Linked DNA regions of Pan troglodytes: region 2 is linked to region 1. A link is a contact called in public Hi-C data. All regions are on one chromosome and are shown on one strand. The core of a region is the stretch at or near the end of the contact, and the rest is flanking DNA. Distances in the headings are between cores, read along the strand shown. Region 1 holds the start of CCDC115 (coiled-coil domain containing 115). Region 2 holds the start of LOC459622 (neurobeachin-like).

Evidence for each region. A called contact is a pair of places that touch in the nucleus more often than the background predicts.
Region 2: a Hi-C map of blood shows a contact between it and region 1, with 8 times the contacts expected there. The contact joins the promoter of LOC459622 here to the promoter of CCDC115 in region 1. A contact is called at or near these places in 3 of 7 Hi-C or Micro-C datasets (blood, induced pluripotent stem cells and stem cell-derived neural progenitor cells) and 1 of 1 datasets of contacts at active chromatin or transcription factors (stem cell-derived excitatory neurons).

The regions. Positions count from the first base shown.
Region 1 is chr13:32,256,171-32,260,991 of NHGRI_mPanTro3-v2.0_pri, reverse strand. It overlaps CCDC115 (coiled-coil domain containing 115), which reads right to left and starts at 2,971. Exons shown (of 5, transcript XM_001142734.7): 1 at 2,423-2,971; 2 at 2,249-2,352; 3 at 2,075-2,157; 4 at 1,314-1,445. The coding sequence starts at 2,533. It overlaps IMP4 (IMP U3 small nucleolar ribonucleoprotein 4), which reads left to right and starts at 3,243. Exons shown (of 8, transcript XM_009443286.4): 1 at 3,243-3,343; 2 at 3,494-3,602. The coding sequence starts at 3,341.
Region 2 is chr13:32,615,519-32,620,339 of NHGRI_mPanTro3-v2.0_pri, reverse strand. LOC459622 (neurobeachin-like) reads right to left here and starts at 2,277. Exons shown (of 9, transcript XR_010150040.1): 1 at 2,143-2,277; 2 at 1-31.

The sequences.
Region 1 (4,821 bases), core at 1,722-4,221:
CACTCTGGATCCACCTCTAGATGGCTTTTGCTGATGTCTCTGCTGGAACAGCTGCTGCCCAGTCCTCCAGGCAGCTCTCGTCTTCGGCCTCCTGTTCAGCAGCAGGGCTGACCACACATTGGATCACTCGCTCCAGGAAACACTTTCTCTTCTTGGCCTCCAGGACACCTGCCCCCAGGTGTTGCTCCTCAGTTTCCTTGACTGGCTTCTCCCCTCTTCTCCCTCACCTCCCGTCCATACTCCCCAGGCCCTCTGCTGATCTCATCCTATCTCAGCTTTAAACCAGTGTTTGTGTCAAAAACTTTGGAATTTAAACACCAGTGCTATGCAGTGGACTCCCAAATCTCTCTCCAGCCCAGGCCTCTCCCAAACTCCAGATACATGTGCCCAAGTGCCCACTCAGACTCTCCAGCAGGGCGTCGGTGGACACCACACAGACCACACCAACTCCTGCCTTCTGGAATCCTCTCAGCTGCCCACAGCAGGTGAGGGTCGCTCCATCCTCCCAGGGGTTCTGGGTGGAGACCGCAGGCTCTCCTGGACTCCTTTCCTTCCGTTACTCCCATATCTTATCTGTCAGCAAATTCTGGGGCTTCTATTCTTAAAACCTGTGCAGGTTCCCACCACTTACCTCCTCCTCCAGTGACGCTATCTGCTTCTCACACTGGCTGCTCCCTGACACCTGCTTCCTCCCTCTGCTCTGTGTCCCCGCCCAGCACCCAAGCATTCCTGTGACCCTATACAGCCAGTTGCACCATCCTCTGCTCAGAGCCTCTCTGTGGGTCCCACAGTCTTCATCAGGGCTTACGTCACCTGACTCCACTCTAGGCCACCGGCCTCAGCACATACCAGATATATCTGGCTTCAGGGCTTTTGTCCTGGCTGGTTCCTCCATCTAGAGCACTGTTCCCCAAAATCACCCACAAAGCTTTTCCTTCACCTCCTCAGAGAGACCTCCCCTGGCCCACTCCTGTCCCACTCCATTATGTGTTTTTCATAACAATTTTCACAGCCTGACTTATGTTAAGGGCCTACTTATTTGCACGTTGCCTTTCTCTGCTTCTAAACATTACATGAAAGGTGTTTGTCTCTTTTGTTCCCTGCTGTATCCCCAGCAGCTAGCATGAACCCGAATGCTGCCAACAACCAGTAAATGCTTTTGGAAAAAACAATGGGTGTACAACGGAAGTTTGGATGGAGGAAAACCTGCAAAGCCTTTCACAGACTAACCCCAGCCATGGCAGCAGTGCTCAAGTGTTCCCTGTGGATAGAGGGTCTGAGGGCCACAGAGCCAAACAACAGGGTCCACTCACCATCCCGGAAGCTTGCTTGAGCCTGACGTAGACTGTGAGGAACTAGGATTCCAAACCAGTTCAGGGGGTCCTGAGGGGCCTCAGAGGACTCCGGTTCTGGGGTCTTAGTGGGGCCCTTGCGCCTCCGCAGACCTGAGGAAAGAAAGGTTGGAGGAGGCTGGGATCTTACTCCCTGGACCTTTATCATCTTGGTGACAATGTTGAGCTTGATCTGAGCTCATGATTCTATAAAACATTGTTGGTTGGAAAATTCCAACTTTGGGGTTCCAGGAAACAGCTTACCACAAAACACAGCCTTTCCCCTTGTGATTCAGATGAGACTGTTTGTTCACTCTTTCCCGTGACTCCTGTAAGACCCACTGATGACCCTGTTTGCCTGTGACACCGACCTTACCCATTGTACCTGAACATGCCAACTGACCAGACACAGACGTTCCAACTCCCCATTCTTTGTCTCAGGAATGATTAACTGGGATTAGAAGTTTGTCCCTCTGAAACTAGCTAGACACACAGATAAATATTTTCTGTTCAGCTGACTGAAACGTATGTGATTGTAAATCTATTCCCAGTGTAAAGCAACTCACCAACAATTTCTCTACTTCCTATAAAAGTCTAAGGCAAAACCACCCTACAAAAACATTCTGTTCTTCTGCTCTGGGATGCTCTCTCTTATCGCAAAAACCTAATTTAAATCATCTCCATAATTTGCATTTTGTCTTTGACACTGGGAAGGGGTTCTGCAGAAGGAAGAGGGGGCTCACCTGCTTCGCGAGGCCCCACCTCCTCTGGGGCGTGGACACCAGCTCTCACCACCTTGAACTTCTGGAGTCCCTCCTGGGCCTCGCTGAAGGACGAGAAGGGAGGATGGAGCTTTGGCAGCCCGGGCCTAGAACGCGCCCGCCCGCCCACCCAGCCCAGCATGGAAGCTTCCTCACCTGGCGTGGAGGCAGACCTGGGGCTCCATGTGGGAAGCATACTGCAGGGGCCCCACCGACTTGGCGCCCATCGCGTAGCGAGCCTTGGCGAGCGAGAGCCAGCCCTGCAGGGAGAGGAAAGCGGTGAGACTCAGTTTACGCCCGTGTACCCTCCTGCCCGCCCCAGGCGCCTACCTCCTCCACCCGGGCGTTCAACACCGTTCGTTTCCCCTCCAGCTCCTCCAGGTCCCCAAGCAGCTGCAGGACCAGCGAATCCAGCTCCGCTCGCAGGTCAAGCGCCGCCATGGACACACCTCCAGATCTGGAGCCACCTTCTTCCTTGTCACCCTCCGCAGTTTGGCAGGACAGCCAATAGGCACACGAGATCCTCCATCAAGGGGCGTTCCCATCTGGGGATCCCCACGCCGGCAGCACCAAGGCCTCTGGGTCAGCTTCTTTAAGGGCAAGCGCCCTTAGAGAAGCAGCACGGAAGCAACCAATCAACTGGTTTCTCCAATTAGCCCCCAAGTGGATCAGCCTGCTGAACTGTCGGCTAGGGTTATAGGTGGTTCTGAGTCCTTCCGGAAGCTGCCGAATCTTAGAAGTCGCGCCACTGTTGTGGCGATGGAAGAAGGCGAAGCTCTACAGAAACCATTTTGGTTGAGGGAAGAGTGGTTTTAAAGTTAATTTGGAAAGGAGCCGGCAAGCAACCTTGAGTCGGTGTGCGGTTTTTACAGTTGAACTGTTTCCAGCCGCTAATTATGATTGTTTTAGCGGTTCGTCATCTGAAAACTGCATTCTGCACGGCGGTGGTCGGGGGAGGGCGGGGATGGAGAAGCCTGGGCGGACATATTTATTAGCTGCGGTACTAAGTCACGTGTGACACTCTGTATCCAGTCTATTGGTTATCCCAAGGAGAACGCCCTGCCGGAATGGCCAATCGCTTTGAGATGTCCCCGCCCTATTCGCCATCTTAACATAGGGCATTCCCCACAGCTGCAGGCACCAGTGAAGCGTCTAAGGGACCATCTTGGTTGAGGGCGGAAGTGAGGACTGTGTCGCGCTGGAGGAGCCCACAGATTCTCCCGGACCCACGTGGAAGCGGCACTCAAGATGGTAGGAGAATGAGCTCCTGTTTCGGAGGTCCGGGGCGCGTGAAGTGCTGGGGATGTGGCTCTGGGGACTTGGAGGCTCAGCGGCTCCGGGGCTCCGGGGTTCCGGGGCTCGGGAGCGAGTAGTGAGTGACTGGGCCTGCTGTTCCCACAGCTGCGCCGCGAGGCCCGCCTGCGCCGCGAGTACCTGTACCGCAAGGCCCGGGAGGAGGCGCAGCGCTCAGCCCAGGAGAGGAAGGAGCGGCTGCGGCGCGCGCTGGAAGGTAAGGCGTCGGCCCCGCGGGCGTCTGCGTGGTAAACCACCCCGGCATGCATTTGTGTTCGAATATCCGAGCGTCTTTCCAAATGCTTGCCGGCCGTTTTCCTTGCTCATTGAGTTCTCCTGTTGGTTTTGAGAGTCTTTCTTCGGTGTGATGGTATTAATTACTTGTCACTGACGTTGCAGTACCCGGGTTTTGCAGCTTGCCCGCTGTGTGCAGTGTGTCAAGTTCGTCCCAAGTTTTAAAGACTTTATCTTGTCCTGTAGAAATTCTCTTTAGAGCGGTGGCTCACTGCTGTAATCCCAGCACTTTGGGAGGCCGAGGCAGGCGGATCATGAGGTCAGGAGTTCGAGCCTGACCAACATGGTGAAATCTCGTCTCTACTAAACATACAAAAATTAGCCGGCCGTGGTGGCACGCGCCTGTAATCCCAGCTACTCAGGAGGCTGAGGCAGGAGAATCGCTTGAACCCGGGAGGCGGAGGTTGCAGTGAGCCGAGATCCTGCCACTGCACTCCAGCCTGGGCAAAAAAGCAAGACTCCGTCTCAAAAAAAAAAAAAAAGAAATTCTCTCTAAAGACTATCTGGATAGCGCTGGTGCTGCAGACTGCGCTGCCCATCCTCCCTGCAGGAGTTCCTCTGAGCTCCGTGGAGAACAGTGCTGGCCCCGAGTGCGCACCTGGAGCGCTGTGCTCTGCGGTAGGCAGCCTGCGGTCCAGGGCCCGCTGAAGCCATGCCTTCGAAGCGCTGTGGGCATCGTGACCAACGGTTTTGCTGTCTGAGAGCTTAAAGGTCTCTGGTCCACCATCATACATACAGAACAGTCTATATTTCTTTTCAAAAGTAATTTTTAAGGCCGAGCGCTGTGGCTTACGCCTGTAATCCCAGCACTTTGGGAGGCCGAGGCGGGTGGATCACGAGGTCAGGAGATCGAGACCATCCTGGCTAACACGGTGAAACCCCGTCTCTACTAAAAATACAAAAAATTAGCCGGGCGCCGTGGCGGGCTCCTGTAGTCCCAGCTACTCGCCAGCCTGAGGCAGGAGAATGGCGTGAACCCAGGAAGCGGAGCTTGCAGTGAGCCGAGATGGCACCACTGCACTGCTCTGCCTGGGTGACAGAGCGAGACTCCGTCTCAAAAAAAAAAAAAAAATCGATGTTTAGATTTCTACCTGATTATAAAAGCAATACAGTACATTAAGATATTTTAGAAAGTCCTCAAG
Region 2 (4,821 bases), core at 1,028-3,527, 360 kb before region 1:
AACAGTCCCATTTAGAGCAACGCAGATGAACCTGGAAAACATTATGTTAAATGTAATGAGCTAGGCCTAGAAAAACACTGCATGATACCACTCATGTGAAATCTTAAGATGTTTATCTTAATGAAGTAGAAAGCACAATATTGGTTACCAGAGTTTGGGAGATAGAGGGGGAATGGGGAAGGATTGATTATGGAAACAAAGTTATCTTAACATTAAAGGAACAAATCTGAGGTTCTCCTCCTCAGCCTGGTGACTGGAGTTAACAATATCATATTTTTCTAGAGTAAGAAGGGAGAATTTTGAATGTTCTCCCCACAAAAAAAAAAAAAAACCTGGACGAGCAAATAGAGATCCTAAGTACCCTGATTTGATCATTACCCAATCTATATGTATGAAAATGTACCCCTAATTATGGACCTTTATGTTGTGAAAAAAAGTTAACAGAAATAAATACGTATTGCTAAAAATCACAGGGAACCACAAAAGCAATGAATATCTAAAGGAATCCTGAGAAATACAAAGTGAAGACCCACAATCCTCAATATCAAATTACACTGCCAAGTTGTAGTTATACAGCTGATATATGATACTTGCATAAACTATGGACAAAAACAGGGAGGACAAAAACATGATCAACACAAATATGGACACAATCAACTGACTTTGATAAAGAACACTGCAATGTGGAAGGCAGAGAATGAATACCTTTGAGAAAAATGATATCCAGATGCAGAAGCGAGAAATAGGACCTTATTTTACACGATGTATGAAAATGAACACCCACTCCCCCAAATTGAAGGCAAAACAAAAGACCATAAACCACAAAATGTTTTTAACTAAAACACAGGATGAGCATATATTTTGGGTCACTTGAATCTCTGCTCACCTTTGCAAAGAGGAAAATAAACACCCTGGAAGAAAAACCTCATTGACAATTAAATGCTTTGTCACTGACATATTATTTTCTTATATGGGTGACGAAAATTACATGCATGAAACGCAAAAATAAATATCATGTTGACTACATCAACATGAAAAGTTTCTGCACATCAAAGAAAACTACTTTCCAATTAAAAAAGCATCCTATAGATTAGGCAAAAATTTCAGGCAATCTTGTAATTCACGAGGAGTTGTCATCTAATATGAACACAAAAAACACTACAAAGTAGCAAAAGCATCCAATCTAATATTTTGCAAAGAACCTGGACAATTCTGCACAGCCATAAAATCGAACAACAAATAAGAGATAAGGTCCTCAAAATAAACTATTCATTAGAAAACTGTAATTCAAAACCACACAGAGATAATCTCACACTTATTGAATATTCCTTGTTTTTATAAAAAAATAGGAGAGGCTGGGAACGGTGTCTCATGCCTGTAATCTCTGCACTTTGCGAGGCTGAGGCAGGTGGGTCACCTGAGGTCAGGAGTTTGAGACCAGCCTGACCAATATCGTGAAACCCCATCTCTACTAAAAATACAAAAATTAGCTGGGCATGGTGGCAGGCGCCTGTAGTCCCAGGTACTCTGGAGGCTGAGACAGGAGACTTGCTTAAACCAGGCAGAGGTTGCAGTCGGCCGAGATGGCGCCACTGCACTCCAGCCTGTAAGACAGAGCAAGACTCCGTCTCAAAACAAAAACAAAAACAAAAACAAAACAAACCCCAAACCAAAAATAGTAGGAATGCGGGTGTGGTTTTGGAGAAAGGGAAACTCATACACTGTAGGTGGAAATGAAAATTAGGATACACACCATGGAAAACAGCTAAATAGCTGGAGACTCCTCAAAGAACTGAAAATACAGATGCCCGCTGCTCTAGCGAGGTCTCTTTTTAAAGGTGCTGAGGCATCAAAAATAATCCTAGACTCCAGCTCAGAGGCCCCTGGGGCTCCGAGGGACCCAGGTCCCGCGTTTTACCGCCAGCTGTGGGCCAGGGCGCTCCTATACGCTGGACGCGGGTCGGACATTGGCATAGCCTTCCCGGCCGGGGTGCGGACGCTGCAGTAGCCAGGACCGCACAACCGCCCCCAAGCGGAGGACTCGGGCCCAGATGCCCACGAAGAAGTGCGGGCACGAAAACAGGCAGAGGCAGGGAAGGAGCAGGGAGGGTTCCCGGTGGGGTCCACGCCCCCGCCACTTACCGCGGAGACCCGTCTCCTACTCCACCATCACATGGAACCCACCACCGCTTCTCAGAAGCTCGCTCTGACCACGCTGCTGCTGCTGCAGGGGCGTCGCAGGAAGTGCAGTCTCAGCTCCGTAGGGACACGCACGCTGGCAGCATCCCTAGTGCCAGGTTGAAGCTCCACCCCCTCTTAAAGGGACCGCGGCTCGGACTTGCCAGAAGCCGCTTAGGGTTGCGGCACAGGCTGAGCCTCTGCCCAGCCCCAGAGGACGACGAAAGGCCCCTGGTCTCTCATCCTCCCCAGCTTTCGGGCCCTAGAAGTCGCAGGAGCGCTCCCTGTGACCGCCTCCCGGAGATCGGCTCCCTTTGCCTAGGGAGCGCCCAGGACCTGCCCCTGCCCTCCTCTGGACCTCAGCTTCACCATCCGCAGAGGAAGCAGCCTCGCTAGAGCTCTGGGGGTCCCTCAAGCTTGGCGTCTCAGGATCCAGGGTGGGCTCCCCTGCCCCTCTGCAGAGGGGGCCCAGAGAACCACAGAAAGCTGGGGGCTGGAGGGACAGTCCGGAGGGCAGCAGGGCCTCCCGGGCCTCACTGTCCGCATCTGTCCTGTGGGAGCTCGCGGGCCTCGCTATGGCCCAGACACCCACAGCCTCACCAGGGCTGCCTGGGTCACCGGGCTCTCCAGGAGGCAGGCAGGGGCCCTGGGGTCCAGCGCTGCCCCCATCTCAACTCTTTCCTTCATCAGGGCCCACGAGGGGCCCTGTGGACTGGACCCAGGCCCGCCCATTCCCAGGGAGAGGCTATTAATTATTTCCTCAATTTCAGAGCCTGTTATTGGTCTATTCAGAGATTCAGCTTCTTCCTGGTTTAGTCTTGGGAGGGTGTATGTGTCGAGGAATTTATCCATTTCTTCTAGATTTTCTAGTTTATTTGCGTAGAGGTGTTTGTAGTATTCTCTGATGGTAGCTTGTATTTCTGTGGGATCAGTGGTGATATCCCCTTTATCATTTTTTATTGCGTCTATTTGATTCTTCTCTCTTTTCTTCTTTATGAGTCTTGCTAGCGGTCTATCAATTTTGTTGATCTTTTCAAAAAACCAGCTCCTGGATTCATTGATTTTTTTGAAGGGTTTTTTGTGTCTCTATTTCCTTCAGTTCTGCTCTGATCTTACTTATTTCTTGCCTTCTGCTAGCTTTTGAATGTGTTTGCTGTTGCTTCTCTAGTTCTTTTCATTATGATGTTAGGGTGTCAATTTTAGATCTTTCCTGCTTTCTCTTGTGGGCATTTAGTGCTATAAATTTCCCTCTACACACTGCTTTAAATGTGTCTCAGAGATTCTGGTATGTTGTGTCTTTGTTCTCATTGGTTTCGAAGAACATCTTTATTTCTGCCTTCATTTTGTTATATACCCAGTAGTCATTCAGGAGCAGCTTGTTCAGTTTCCATGTAGTTGAGTGGTTTTGAGTGAGTTTCTTAATCCTGAGTTCTAGTTTGATTGCACTGTGGTCTGAGAGACAGTTTGTTATAATTTCTGTTCTTTTACATTTGCTGAGGAGTGCTTTACTTCCAACTATGTGGTCAATTTTGGAATAAGTGCTGTGCGGTGCTAAGAAGAATGTATATTCTGTTGATTTGGGGTGGAGAGTTCTGTAGATGTCTATTAGGTCTGCTTGGTGCAGAGCTGAGTTCAATTCCTGGATATCCTTGTTAACTTTCTGTCTCGTTGATCTGTCTAATGTTGACAGTAGGGTGTTAAAGTCTCCCGTTATTATTGTGTGGGAGTCTATATTTTGGGTGCAGATGAGTTTATAGTCAAAGTAAAAAACACACGAAGGGCATTCACATTTCCAGGAACAGAAGCATCCTGTCTGGTTTTTCAGAGGTGAAGGGAGCAGTCTGAAGGGGCTGTGGCACAGGTGTGTCTATAATCAAAGCTCACAGCCGAGGCCCTGGGGGAGGTTCAGGTATGCCCCAGGGGGTGCGCCTCATCCAGCACTTCACTGCCAGGGGCCTCATCTTTATTAAATTCTGGGCCTTTTCCTGGGCAATAGTTACACAAGGTGCGTTCAATGAACCCTATGTCCTGTGGCTGCCACCCATTGCAGGGTCACAAAGGTAATGATCACCACCCCCTCCACCTTCTGCTGAGGGTCCGGGTGACCCCCTGGTGGTGTAACCCAGGCCCTCACCCCTAAGGGGTCCTGAGTCTTGCTCACCACGGAGTCCTTGGTCTAGGGCTCCCACACTTGTCCACGTACCATCAAATGCTGTGTACTGAGAGGCGCTTGTGTAGAGCCCCTCCTGCCCCAGGCAGCATAACCCTGCTTCTGCTGAAACCACGGTCCAGGTGGTACACATTTTTCTGCCCGCAGGTCCCATGGAGGAGCAGCCTGAGGACAAAGCAGCACCCAGAGCTTGTTTTTTCAGAGAACTTGGCCTTGTCCTGTCTAGAAGCCCCACAGCTGTGGAAACCAGGACCTCCTGCTTTTCAGAGCCTAGATGTGCAGGATATAGATGCACCTCAGAGGTCCTGGGTGTGAGGTGGAAGGTTGGGGGACACTGGGCTTCCTACTGCTGTGCTCCCATTGCTGCATCTTCTACCTGGTGGGACAAGGCAGCTAGCAATGGTGAAAGATTCACCCAGACACTGTGTCCTCCCACATCCTGACCTGGCACCTGAGCCAAACTGCTGGGTCTG